Regions from separate parts of the Pan troglodytes genome. Here region 2 is linked to region 1. Evidence: chromatin contacts called from public HiChIP or PLAC-seq data. All regions are on one chromosome and are shown on one strand. The core of a region is the stretch at or near the end of the contact, and the rest is flanking DNA. Distances in the headings are between cores, read along the strand shown.

Region 1 (6,224 bases), core at 2,000-4,499:
CGCACTCTCGTGGGCTAAACTGTACCCAGACCCCTGGTGCCTGCGCATGGGAGGTACTGGAAACGAGGTATCTGAAAATGAAATAAAGACGGGGTCATGCTGGATTAAGGTCGGCCCTAAAACCAGTGACTAGAGTCCTTATAAAAAGTGGGAAATTGAGGCCAGGCACGGTGGCTCATGCCTGTAATCCCAGCACTTTGGGAGGCTAAGGGGGGGAGGGGGCAGATCACCTGGGGTTGGGAGTTCAAGACCAGCCTGGCCAACACGGAGAAACTCCGTCTCTACTAAAAATACAAAATTAGCCGGGTGTGGTGGCACGTGCCTATAATCCCAGCTACTCAGGAGGCTGAGGCAGAAGAATCGCTTGAACGTGGGCGGGGGCGCGGAGGTTGTGAGCCCGAGATCGCGCCACTGCACTCTAGCCTGGGCAAGAAGAGCGAAAGTCCATCCAAAAAAAAAAAGATGATCAAAACAGAGACACGCTGGATGCACCTACAAGCCAGAGAACATCAAGGGCTGCCTGCAGTCATCAGAAGCCAGGAGAAGAGCAGGTAACTGACCCCTGGACTTGGGACTTCTGGTCTTCAGAACTGTGAGGGAATAGATTTCTGTTGTTTGAAGCCACCTGAGTTGTGGGAATGTGTCAAGGAAGTCACAGGACACGAACGCATCTGCTTATCTCAAAACACTTCCACTGATGGGACCAGCGTCACAGATGATCCGGCACGTGCTCAGCACTAACTGTGCTCAGACACTATGAGAGGCTGGGGATCAGCAAAGAATAATCAGTCACACGCCAAACTCAGGAGCCCAAGCAAGTGCTACAAGGGCCACATGACTGCCGACGGAGCATGAGACGTGGAACACGTGAGTGAGGCTTTGAAGGTTGAGTAGAAGTTGGCCTGGAAGATCTCCACCCGCACAGAATGCTGTAAGGACAAGTTGTAGACCTCCTTCTCCTTCACTACCACGCAGAATGCTGTAAGGACAAGTTGTAGACTTCCTTCTCCTTCACTACCACGCAGGCTTCAGAGGGGTCCCTGGCTTCTCTTAAAGCTCTCGGCATGACACTACCAGCACACACTGTGGACACAGCACACGTCTGAGGCATAGAACATACACCTCTCACACCTTTCTCAGCCTTCTCACACCTCCCAGTAAAAGATCCCTGGGTACATATATTCACCGTCAAAACACCAAGCCCAATACGCAGACTGCTGGCCCTACCAGGCCAAGTCAGCAGCCTAAACTGAAGGCCTATTTCCAATGGTCAGCAGGCTGAGTTTCTGCCCAGGGACCCACGGTCCACAGGTGCATTTCTTCCTTTCTGATCTGATGTTCGGGGCAGCACCTCAATACACACTTTTACCTGGAGAATTTGGGGAGCTTCAATGGAACTGTGTGCGAAGTGCAAATAATGGGATAAACGTTGCAGCCAAAGGTAGCTTCAGGAACAATGACTGTTAAGCTCCAAAAAACCAGAGTGCCAGCAGACGCTCTGGGTTCCAACATTTGCCTCTGAGCCTAGAGCTTGACCTCCGCCTGGCCAAATGTTCCCAGATCAAGGGGCACCAACAGAACAGATCCTGGAGCCACCGTATGGGTTCAACACCTGGCTGTGCCACTTACCAGCAAGGCATTTAGCCCCCCTAGGCCTCAGTGTCCACTTACCAGCAAGGCACGGCCTCCCTAGGCCGCAGCCTCTTTAGCTATTAAACGGGAAGCCAGTAGCTTCTATGAAGAATTGGATGAATCAAGATTTATAAAACCCCTAGAACAGTGTCTGGGATACGGTAAGCGCCACATAAGTGTTTACTAAGTAAATTAAAATGCCACACTTGTAAATCTGTATTTCTGCTATTCTCAATCTCTCCTGTTCAGAGTTGGCCAAGGTTCTCATTTGTTAAGACCATCAAATTTCTAAAACTAGCAACAGCAAAGGTAGTCTCAAAATAGGCGATAGATTTAGGACAACTTCCACAGGAGACTGGCACGTCATCAAGGAATAACAGCCTCAGTCAAGGTCAAGGTGAACCCCCTTAGGGAGACAAGCGGCTCCTGGGAACCTAGGAATACCACTGTTTATCCCTGCAATCCCACCAGGGTGAAGACGGAGTCAGAGTTTAGGAAAAAAAACCAATGTCATTCCAACAGATGTTGTGACAACTGAAACGGGTGTGGCTAATGCTGATTTTCTTCCGAATCTGTCTTCTACAGAAAAAACAGCAGAAAATACAAAGTCTCAATTTCACAACTTAGGGCTTTGGATAACGGTGTCCCAAACCCACGTAAACGCTGTCTCTTGAAAACCACAAGGCCGAACTTACGGAGCTAGAAGAAAGGCTGTGGAGCAAATCCGTCAAGTTTGTTAGGCGAGGCGGCTGGCGAGGGTGTCACGCTGAAACCCGGCGTAGCCGCGAGGATACGGAGGGGGCGGTGCGCTCCCTACGGGGCCGGGCTGCGTAACGATGCCCCCCAAATGGGGATCGGGACGCGTCCTTCCGTGCCTCCATCGTTCGCGCCTCGCTCCAGGAGCAAGAGGGGCAGCCCCGGCCACAGTCTCCGCGGTCGCAGTGCGCCCGGAGGCCGACCCGGGCCCCTCACCACTAACCAAGATGAGCGCAGAAAACGAGTACCGCCCGCCTTCGCCACCGAAGCTGGCTGCGGAGCGCGACGAGCCCTCGCCGCGGCTCCGGCCCCGAGGAGTCCCCGTGCGCCCGGCATAGCCCAGGACAGTTCCCAGCGCGCGCCGCGGACGCGGGTAACAGCGCGCTCGGGGGCCGGCAGCCTCCAGCGTCCGCCCGGCCCCCACTGCCCAGTGCCCCGGCCCGAGGGACCCGCGCGCCCCAACAAAGTTGGCGCAGGCTCTCCGGGGAGCGCCCCCCACACGGCCGGGTGCCCGCCGGCGCGCAGGCGTGGGACGCGGGGAAGGGCACGGGGCCGCCGTCGGGGCTCGCGGCCGCCCGGCTGCGCCCCGGCTTTGTTCGCGCCCCGCGCCCGCCAGCTGCCCGCGCCCCGTCCCCGCGCGCGCCCGCCCGCAGACCCGCCGCCCAGCGCCGCCGCTCCGGCCCGGCCCACCTTCTGGATGGTTTGCTGCGTAACCTCCCCTTTGCCTCTTGGCCGGGCAGACGCGAAGGCCACGGACATGGTGGCGGCGCGGGGCTCAGCCCGTGGTCATCGAGGTGGATACTCCGGCTGCGCTGGGCGGCCCGAGGCGCTCATTATCCGCAGTCGCGGAGGGGGGGGCAGGGGGCGGGAGCGCGGGGGGCGCCGCGTCGTGGGCTCGTCCGCCCCGTCGCCGTCGCCGCGCCTCCGGGCCCGCGGCGCCGCCGCTCCGCCCTGCAGAACGGTCTGCGGCCCAGTGCCGAACGGTGGCCCCCGGCGACCCCCTCGCACCCAGCGCCCGGCCCTCGCCGGAGCACCGCCTCCCACCCCCGGCCACCGGTGGTTCGGCCTGACCCCGCCCCGGCGCGCGCCATCACGTCCGCCCGCCGCCGCCTGACGCTGCCCGTCGCCGCCTGACGCCGCCCGTCGCCGGCAGCGCAGGTCACGGCGCCGAGGGTGGGGCGCGGGCGTAGTGGCGCCGGGAGTCGCGGGTGCGCGCGGGCCGTGAGTGTGCGCTTTTGAGAGTCGCGGCGGAAGGAGCCCGGCCGCCGCCCGCCGGCATGAGCTACGACCGCGCCATCACCGTCTTCTCGCCCGACGGCCACCTCTTCCAAGTGGAGTACGCGCAGGAGGCCGTCAAGAAGGGCTCGACCGCGGTGAGGCGCCGGGGCCTGCGCGGGGCCGGGGACGCGGGCGGAAGTGGGGCTGGGGAGCCGAGAGAGGGCCGGGGCCGGGCGCGGCGCTGTGGGCGCCCGCGGGCGTGCGCGGGGCAGCGGCGCGGGCGGTCAGGGCTGTAGCTGAGCGCGGGCCCCGCTGCCGGTCTCCACGAGTGCCTGCAGAGGCGGCGTTTGGCGTGAGCCGCGAGCGCTCGTTCTCCCCACTCAGCGCCTCGCTTGGGGCCCGGCCTCGCGTGGGGCCCCGGGCACGGGGGCCGTGACGACGCCATCTTGAGCACCCCTGGCCCCGGCCGGGCGCGTGGGTCGCGCCGCCGCCCCGGCGAGCAGAGGCCGGGCGAGGGCCGCCCTGGGCCGCGGAGCGCGGGGGGTAGGCCGTGCGCTCGCTGGGGGGCTGTTCACGCAGCCGGGTGGCTGGGGAGCGAACTACTCAAACCCCCCTTATGGGGACCCCCACCCGCTCCGGGGCAACACTAATTCTCTAGGCCCAGGTGGGCTTCGAGAACAAAGCGACTCGCTGGCCTGGCCGGTGGCGGGCGCCTCCCGGGTCTCCGCACTCTGCCGGGAGGAGCCTTCCCGGGGCCGGGCTGCAGCCGCCCGGGTCAGGACTGGTTTGAACGCGGCCGTTTCGTTTTGAGGAGGGCTCGTGTACATTGACCTTAGTGACATTGTTTGAAACTTAAATTTGTACCATCAAGACGTGTCAGTTTAATTGGTCAGCCTGTGAGATCGTTATTCTTTTATCACCTGGTATTCAGAGGTTTGAGCAGGCAGACAAAGCAGCACACACGGTTCTGTAAATTTTGAGTTGTTTTCATTTTCTGAATCTTTGTTTTGAAATGAAGGCCCAGTATTCATCAGGTGATCTAACTCAGCTTAAAGAGGACTAGGAGTCGGCTGACCCCTGTACCCACCCCAATACTGCCACCCCCGCCAGCTGGCCGCCGCTGGCTTTAACGAACCGATATAGCTTCTCTGGGCCTCGAGTCAGTCGAAGGTCAAGTGAGTCAGTACCTGAGAAAGCTCCCAGAAAACCCAAACACTTCAGATCAATACTTCTCAGCCAGGGATGGTTTTGGGCCCACACGGAGCCACTGGCAGTGTGTGGAGACTTTTCCAGTGGTAAGACCTTGCAGAGGTGCTCTTGGCATTTGGAGGGTAGAGGCCAGGGACGCTGCTCAATATCCCACCCGTGCTCAGGGCGGCAGGCACAGGGAGCTCCCCCTGCCCAGGTGCTCACAGTGCTGAGCTGGAGAAGCCCTGCTCTAAACCAGGAGGCGCTGTTTATCCCAATGATGGTTCCCTTTGTTTCTGGCTTGACTCGGGGTTGACTGTCAGTGATTGTTCATGCTTTTAATAACAGCCATATTCTTCTCCAGCATCAGCCATAAACAATTTGGGATAACAGTTGACACCTTGTCACTGACGGCAAATCAGGCCCCTTCTCATGGCTGTCACATGAGTATGTCACAGTGCAGGAAACAGTGCATTGTGGCTCAATATAATTTCACAACTACAGAAACACTGCCTTCAGAACACCAGACTTGAGTGAAAGTCTCAGGCTTCCAGGCTTTGCACGGGACTGTTTGATTCATTGGGTTGAAAGGAAACACATGCCGATTATATAATGGTTACTCACTAGCTATGTTGTAACTAAAACTACATCTCAGTATTTGAAAGGCCCAGGTTGGGCACCTAGGTGAGCACGCCTGGGCTAGCTCTACCAGCAGTAGATGAATACCCCTGGGTTTGCAGGATGTGGTGCCAGCCACAGTGACAGACAAGTAGAGGAGAAAGGGGTGTGGGTGAACACACCTTCCAGTGGGAGCTGCCACCCGGAGTACGTACCCCCCAGGACCCAGGTTCAGATCTGCTCCTACTGCTCGCTGCCTGGCAGTAGAACCATTTATCACTTTTTTGGGAGGATGGGGTGGGGTGAGGGGACAGAGTCTTGCTGTCTCTGTCTCCCAGCCGTCATGGCTCACTGCAGCGTCCACCTCCCAGGCTCTAGCGATCCTCCCACCAGCCCCCACAGTAGCTGGGACTACAGGCTTCAGCCACCACACCTGGCTAATTTTTGTACTTTTTGTAGAGACAGGGTTTTCCCATGTTGTCCGGCTGGTCTTGAACTCTTGAATTTAAGTCATCCACCCACCTCAGCCTCCCAAAGTGCTGGAATTAACAGGCATGAGCCACTGCACCCAGCACTCTTATCACTTTCTTACGTGGTTTGTGGATCTTAATTAAAGGTTGGTGTTCGAGGAAGAGACATTGTTGTTCTTGGTGTGGAGAAGAAGTCAGTGGCCAAACTGCAGGATGAAAGAACAGTGCGGAAGATCTGTGCTTTGGATGACAACGTCTGCATGGCCTTTGCAGGTATGAGTCGGTGGGGAGCACTGTCTTACTCTCTAGAGTCTCAGCGAAGAATAGGGCTTTGGAGATTAA
Region 2 (6,224 bases), core at 971-3,470, 230 kb before region 1:
CTGGGCTGCACAGGACTCAGACAAGGAGACAGGCTCGCTGGTCCATTTGGTGATGACTCACTGGAACTATGACAAAGACAGCAGGGGTGGGGGTGTGCAGAGATGAGCTGCTCCTCTCCCTGCCCACCTCCCCAACCCCCTGTGTGTAGCCCGGCTGGGACAGCCCCCCCCGCCCTCCATACGCTCAGCTCCTGCCCCAGCTGCCTCCTCCCCAGTCCGTGCACCAGCAGACACAGGGTGGGGGCAGAGTGTGGGCTCTTTACCCAGCCCCTGGGCCACATTCTCTTGTCCACTGCACTCCCCGCCTGCCTGCCAGTTGCTCCTGGGGCAGCTGTCTGCCGGGAAGCAGTGAGCCCGGTGATTAACCCTGTTGGTGCTGGCAGCTCCGGCTGACACAGCGCATTCTCAGGGCCGGCCCCCGCTCCCCTCCTGGCCAGTGCCGGGGGACAGCGGAGGCCTGGCGGCTTGGCCTGATCTGGCCGCTAGGAGGCTTAAAGGGCTCTCCCCACCCCCACCTCTCCCCCCGCCCCGCCACTCGCAATCCCACCCCTCCAACCACCCGACCCTCCAGGGATCCCAAGAAGCCCTCAGGGTCTCAGGAGTCTCCACCTCCAGTCCCCCGGGGCTGTCAGAGCCCCAAGCTGTCAAGGGGGAGCCCAGAGCCAGAGCACACTGCCTGGGGCCAAGCCCCCACCTGGGGACCCGCTACTGCCCAGAGGCCGCTCTCTGCCTCACACGGGATCTAAAGCAGCTCAGAGCCGGACTCTGCGCCTGGACTGCAGATTCCTTGATGTCTCCGCCCCCTCTCCAGCCAGCCCCTCCCCCACTTGGAGCTTCTCCTGCCAAGGGGAGCCGCCTCCTTTCCCCCCTCCCCCAGGTGGGAGAACTAATAGTGAAGTTATGGAAGAATTGCCGGGCCGGAAAGTAGGAGGTGGGAGAGAGGGTCCCATCGCCCTCCCGACTCCGTAGAGAAAGGGCCATACACCCTCTTGGGATTTGAGATTTGCAGGAGGCCAGGGCGCCAGGAAGGTGTGCAAGGAGGTGCACCCTCCAGGGACAGCTGCTAGCTCAGAACCCCCACCAGAACCGGCTGGCCAGTGCCCCACAAACCCACCCGGCCCCCCGGGACTGTCCAGGGAACCCAGCGAGAGATGAGCCCCACAGCCCATCTGGGACCATGGCCCGCCCAGCTGGCCTGGCTCAGAGATGGGGGGTTGCTGCCAGCTCGGCAGCTGCAGCCCCACCCCGCCGCCACCCCCTCGGGGCTTCCCTGGAGGCAGATTTGGCCCCGGAGCCCAAGGGAAGTAGGAGACCCAGGGCCGCAGCCACCCAAAGGCAGACGAAGACCTGATCTCGGCCTCTAGGTCCTGTGCTGTTTGCCAGGCGTCCTCGAGCCGCCGATCGTGGCAGGAACGCGTGCGCGGCTGTGCAGCGGGTTGGAGGCCAGGCCGAGAGAGCTGGTGGAGCCCACGGGGCCCCGGAGCACAGGTGCTTCCAGGCACCCAGCAGGTGCTCAGCAGCTGTGACCAGAGCCCCCGACCTCCTTAAGAGCCAATTTGGCGGCTGTGGGGCCGTGAGCACCGCCCCCGTCCTCTAAAGGGGGCTGCAGCTGCAGGCCAGTCCCTCCTGCCCCTATTTCCCTATCTGAGAGTATTTTTAAGTCCTGCTGGGGCAGGCAGGAGCCAGGCCGAGTTGAACCTGACCTGGCTGCCCCAGGAAGCAGGGGGTTCCCACCTAGGCTGCCCCTGTTCCTCTGCAGATGGTCATTCGCGGGTGCAGAGGGCACCTTCCCGCAGCCAGCAGGACGGACGCTGTTGGGGGAGGAGCGGGGGCAGCCGAGTGGTGCACCAAAGTTAGGGTAACAAAGAGTGGGCCCCTGGGCTGGGAGGAGCTGGTGGGCGCTCTGGGGGCCAGGGCGTCGTGGGGAGCGCTAGGGTCACACCCGGGACCCGGAGCTACGACCTGGGCTGGGGGCCCGGCGGCGCCGTCGTCCCACGGCCTGGCCCGAGGCCAGCAGGTGCCCCTTCCGGGAGGCGGCCGGGCCGGGGTCCGAAGGGTTAAGGCCGCCCGGCCGCCCCTCCCCCTCCTCTCTCCTTCCCCCCCACCCCCCCCACCCCGCCTCCCCGGACCTCTCCCCGGGGCTCGGGGCTCGGGCGCTCGGGCGGGCCGGGGCGGGGCCTGACGTCCGCGGGCGGAGCGAGCCCTGCCGGCCGCCTGGCTTCAGACCCGCCGGGCTCCCGCCGCGCGCGCTGTCCCTGGAGCTCGGGGACGCGGCCCGGAGCCGGGAAGATGGCGAAGCGGCTCTGCGCGGGGAGCGCACTGTGTGTTCGCGGCCCCCGGGGCCCCGCGCCGCTGCTGCTGGTCGGGCTGGCGCTGCTGGGCGCGGCGCGGGCGCGGGAGGAGGCGGGCGGCGGCTTCAGCCTGCACCCGCCCTACTTCAACCTGGCCGAGGGCGCCCGCATCGCCGCCTCCGCGACCTGCGGAGAGGAGGCCCCGGCGCGCGGCTCCCCGCGCCCCACCGAGGACCTTTACTGCAAGCTGGTAGGGGGCCCCGTGGCCGGCGGCGACCCCAACCAGACCATCCAGGTGAGCGCAGGGGCGGGCCGTGGGGCATCCTCCCGGGGCACTCGGACCCGGAACACCGGCCCGACCCCAGGGGGAGCGCCGTGGCCCGGGGCGAGTCCAGGTGCGGACTCTCTGGTTCCGCATTTTGGGGGCCCAAGAAGGCACCCCGACCCGGCCGCTCCGTCTCGGCCGGGAAACTTCGCGTCCCTCCGGGAAGGCGGAATTAAAGTCCCCGGCATGGACCCGGGGGCGGCTGGGCGCCGGTCCAGTTAGACTGCGGTGACCGGGGCGGGAGAGGGGCCGGGCCCAGTCCCTGGCGGCCCCAAGTCCGGGATCCCGGGGAGGGCGGGACTTGGCCTCCGCCGCCTGCTGCCGGTGGGGAGGGGGCGCAGCTCCGCCCTACCCGGGACAGGCTGGAACCTGTTGGCCTCTGGATGGGGTGGGAGGGGCCAGCCACCTGAGGCTCCCACTGGCCCCTCTCGGAGGAGTCTAGGGACTCGAGGAGACCTCCAAAGTAGGGGAGGGCCAGCTGCGAAGTTTTGACTGGGGCTGGGAACACGTGGCTCCCAGGAGGGGCAGCATCTCTGCCCAGCAGGTGGTAGGGTCCGGGGGCTTCAGTCTCCCTGGGAGATGTGGGTTCAGGCCCTGAAGACCCCCTGGGGTGCATGTCCCCTCCCCAACAAGCCTTAAACCTGTAGGCGGGTTCTGTTGGTGGACTCCATGCATGGACACCTCACCTGGAAACCAAGGCTCTTGGGGCCCTCTAGACTTAGGTTGGGCCTGGGGTCAGCCTTTGGTGAGGAGCAGCAAAGTCAGCTCCAACGGCTCCCAACCGGCCGCTCTAGGCCCATTCCCCACCTCAGCCCCACCTTAGGGAGAGTCTAGGGGCCCTGAGGGCCTGTGTAACCTGAGCTGTCTCCTCCCTGGTACCTCTGCCTTCCTGGAAGGAGAGGCTGGGGCAGGGGCGAGTAGCTGGAGATTTGCTGGGTGGGGGCAGAGGGCCCTGGAGCAAGACGTTATGGGGATGAATGGAGGAGCCTGGGCTGTGCCCGCCCCCTCTGCCTGCCCCACCCCCTTGGCCCTGGTGGAGGGGGAAGGAGCCTCCCCAGGCTTCTGGGCTCACCGTTCTCTCCTTAAGCCCAGCACAGTCCTCTGAGATAGGAGGTCTCAAGCCCACACTTCAGATGGGGAATCTGAGCCCTGGAAAGCTGCTGACACCTGCTTGGAGCCCCCCAGCCAGAACAGGGTCCAGCGGGGGTTAGCTGTGGGAACCTGGGCGCCTCCTGGCTGCCCCCTTATCTGTTCAACTCAGAGGGGCCGGGTCTCAGGACGGAGGGCCTGTGACTGTCTCCTTGCCTGCTGCCACACCTCACCACAGAGGGCCTGGCTGAGTGTCCCCAGCTGAGATTTTGCCGTTCTGGCAGGGGAGGCTCCAGGTGCCCTCTGAACCTCAGACCACCCCCCCACAGCCTGCCCATGCTGCGTGGCTGGGGGCCACAGGCCCCCTCTCAGATCTGTCTCCTCTGTGGGGGCTTATTACCCCCGTCTCGTGAGTAAAGGGCCAGCCTGTAGTCAACGCCCCTCTCCTCTGCCTCAGCTGTGTGGCTTCCCTCTGTCAGCCTCAAGCTGTCTTTAAAATGGGCACAGCGTGCTGGCCCGCCTCACCTGAGACTGTGAGCTTGGCCCGAGGAGCCTGGGAAGCGGCCACAGTTTCAGTGGCAGCTGTGGGCTGTGGTGCTCCATGCCTCAGAGCCAGCTTGGATGAGAAACCAGCCGGCCTCGCCCAGCTCATGTCTAGCAATAGAGGCGAACCCTTCGCTTCCAAAGTCTTGAGCTCTGAGCAGTGAGTGCCCACTGAGGCTGCCAGATATGTAGAAAGATCGGCTGGTAGACGTGAGCTGGACGGGTATGACCTTGGATGCCTCCTTCATCTGAGAGCCGCGGGTCTGCTGACCGCCCTGGCCGCGGATTGGGCGTGTGAGAAGTCCTTGCCGGCCAGTCTGGAGTGGAGCTGCGGTTGGGGCAAGGCAGGCAGGCACAGGAGGTGCCCAGGCGATGAAGCCGCAGCTCCATCTTAGGGGGCTCACTAAGGCTATGGGGCCTGGGGCTGGGCAGTGTGTTCTCAAGGCTGCAGGCCAGGGGCTCTCAGGGACCCTCTGTAGGAGATGCACATTAGCTGGGCATCCCAGATGGGGGTCGGGGTGAACCCTGCTGGGCAGCTGGAGCAGGCAGAGGGCAGGGGGAGGTTGTGGCCCTCGCAGCCCCAGGTGGGCATCAGGGGATCCCTGGCCGGGCCGGCCCAGCCTGGGAAGGTGGGGACTGGGCAGCCAGGCCAGCGTGGTGACTCATTGGAAGGGGAAGTCCTTATCGGCCCTTCTGCTGTTTCCTAGCTCTGTTCTCACGGGACCCTCCGCAGCGGAGGTGGGGGAGCCTGGTTTTCCCAACCCTGTCCTCTGTGGCTCAGTGAGTGGCCGAATGGGGACTGGAACTGCCTCCCAATAACTGGACCAACGCTGGCCCAGGCAGGGACTGAGCAGTTGCTTCCCTGACCTCCTGGAAGAGTAGAGGCTGACCCTTGACCCGCAACCTTCCACCCAGCTTCCCTCTGCTGCTCGTGTGTCTGGGAGGGTCTTGACCAGCAAGCATCCTTCCCTGGGAGGTCCGGCTGCCCCAGCCAGAGGGCCCCGCCCACACCTACCTTCTCCAGGAGCCCCTGGCCCCACCCTGAGCAGGACCTGTGTGTGCCGTGCTGTCATTGAGCTCTTGAGTTTGGGGGCCACCGTCAAAGCTTGCAGTGCGGCCTGCGGGTAGGGGTCGTGGCGCTTAACTGGGTGTCTTCAGTTGCTCTAGCCCCATCCACAAGAATGCTTAGGTGGTGAGCTGGGGACACAGCGGGAATAAGGAGGGTGTGGACCCTGCCACCGCAGAGCTCTGGGGGACCCCGGGGAGGCCCCCAGATAATTCCAGGTCTCATACATGCAGTAAAGGAAATACAGCAGTGGCCACACTGGGGGCTGCGGAGCTGCATCTTGGGTGGTCTGGGGCAAAGTCTGAGATGGGGCAATCCAAACACCAGGGTGGGGTCTTGGGAGCCTGTGGGAGGGGTACCGGGTGTTGCCCTGGTGCTCAGTGGAGGCAGAGGGCACACTCTGGGCAAGGGGGTTGGGCCCTCTGTAGGTGCTGGGCCTGGGGGTGGGGAGAAGGCATCTCCCCAGCTCCTACCTCCTCCTCCTAGGATGAGGTCTGGCCCCTCAAGGGAGGCTGGGCGGGGTAGGGCCGCTGACTTTCTCAAACTCAGGTTGAGGCCTCTGGGGCCTCAATCAACCCCAAGCCTGGGAGGGCGCCTTTGTGTGGACAAACAGCAGATCTGGTTTCCTGGGGGGGCGGGGGAGCAGCCAGGACCCAGCTCTGCCCCCTCTCCTCTCCTCATCCCTGCCCCGGCTCCCAGCACTACCCCTCCCCTGCCAGGATGCAGGCCAGGATCCTGCTGGGAGCCTCCTCTCTTCCCCACTCACCCATGCAGGACAGGCCCCCAGCAGATGGCAGGCCCGGGACAGAAGCGGCTGCCAGGCTGTGTGTGTGAGCCATTACTCCTCACGGTGGCCCCAGGCAGGTGCAGCCTTATCCCCACTCTTTGGATGGGGACATTGAGGCTCAGC

What was found. HiChIP or PLAC-seq counts read pairs in DNA pulled down with a chosen protein or histone mark.
Region 2: an H3K4me3 HiChIP or PLAC-seq map of stem cell-derived excitatory neurons shows a contact between it and region 1, with 2.1 times the contacts expected there. The contact joins the promoter of LAMA5 here to the promoter of SS18L1 in region 1. A contact is called at or near these places in 1 of 7 Hi-C or Micro-C datasets (stem cell-derived neural progenitor cells) and 1 of 1 datasets of contacts at active chromatin or transcription factors (stem cell-derived excitatory neurons).

What each region holds. Positions count from the first base shown.
Region 1 is chr21:68,450,731-68,456,954 of NHGRI_mPanTro3-v2.0_pri, reverse strand. It overlaps SS18L1 (SS18L1 subunit of BAF chromatin remodeling complex), which reads right to left and starts at 3,249. Exons shown (of 12, transcript XR_001712340.3): 1 at 3,079-3,249. PSMA7 (proteasome 20S subunit alpha 7) reads left to right here and starts at 3,471. Exons shown (of 7, transcript XM_514761.8): 1 at 3,471-3,761; 2 at 6,029-6,155. The coding sequence starts at 3,666.
Region 2 is chr21:68,676,408-68,682,631 of NHGRI_mPanTro3-v2.0_pri, reverse strand. It overlaps LAMA5 (laminin subunit alpha 5), which reads left to right and starts at 2,220. Exons shown (of 80, transcript XM_024352052.3): 1 at 2,220-2,586. The coding sequence starts at 2,290.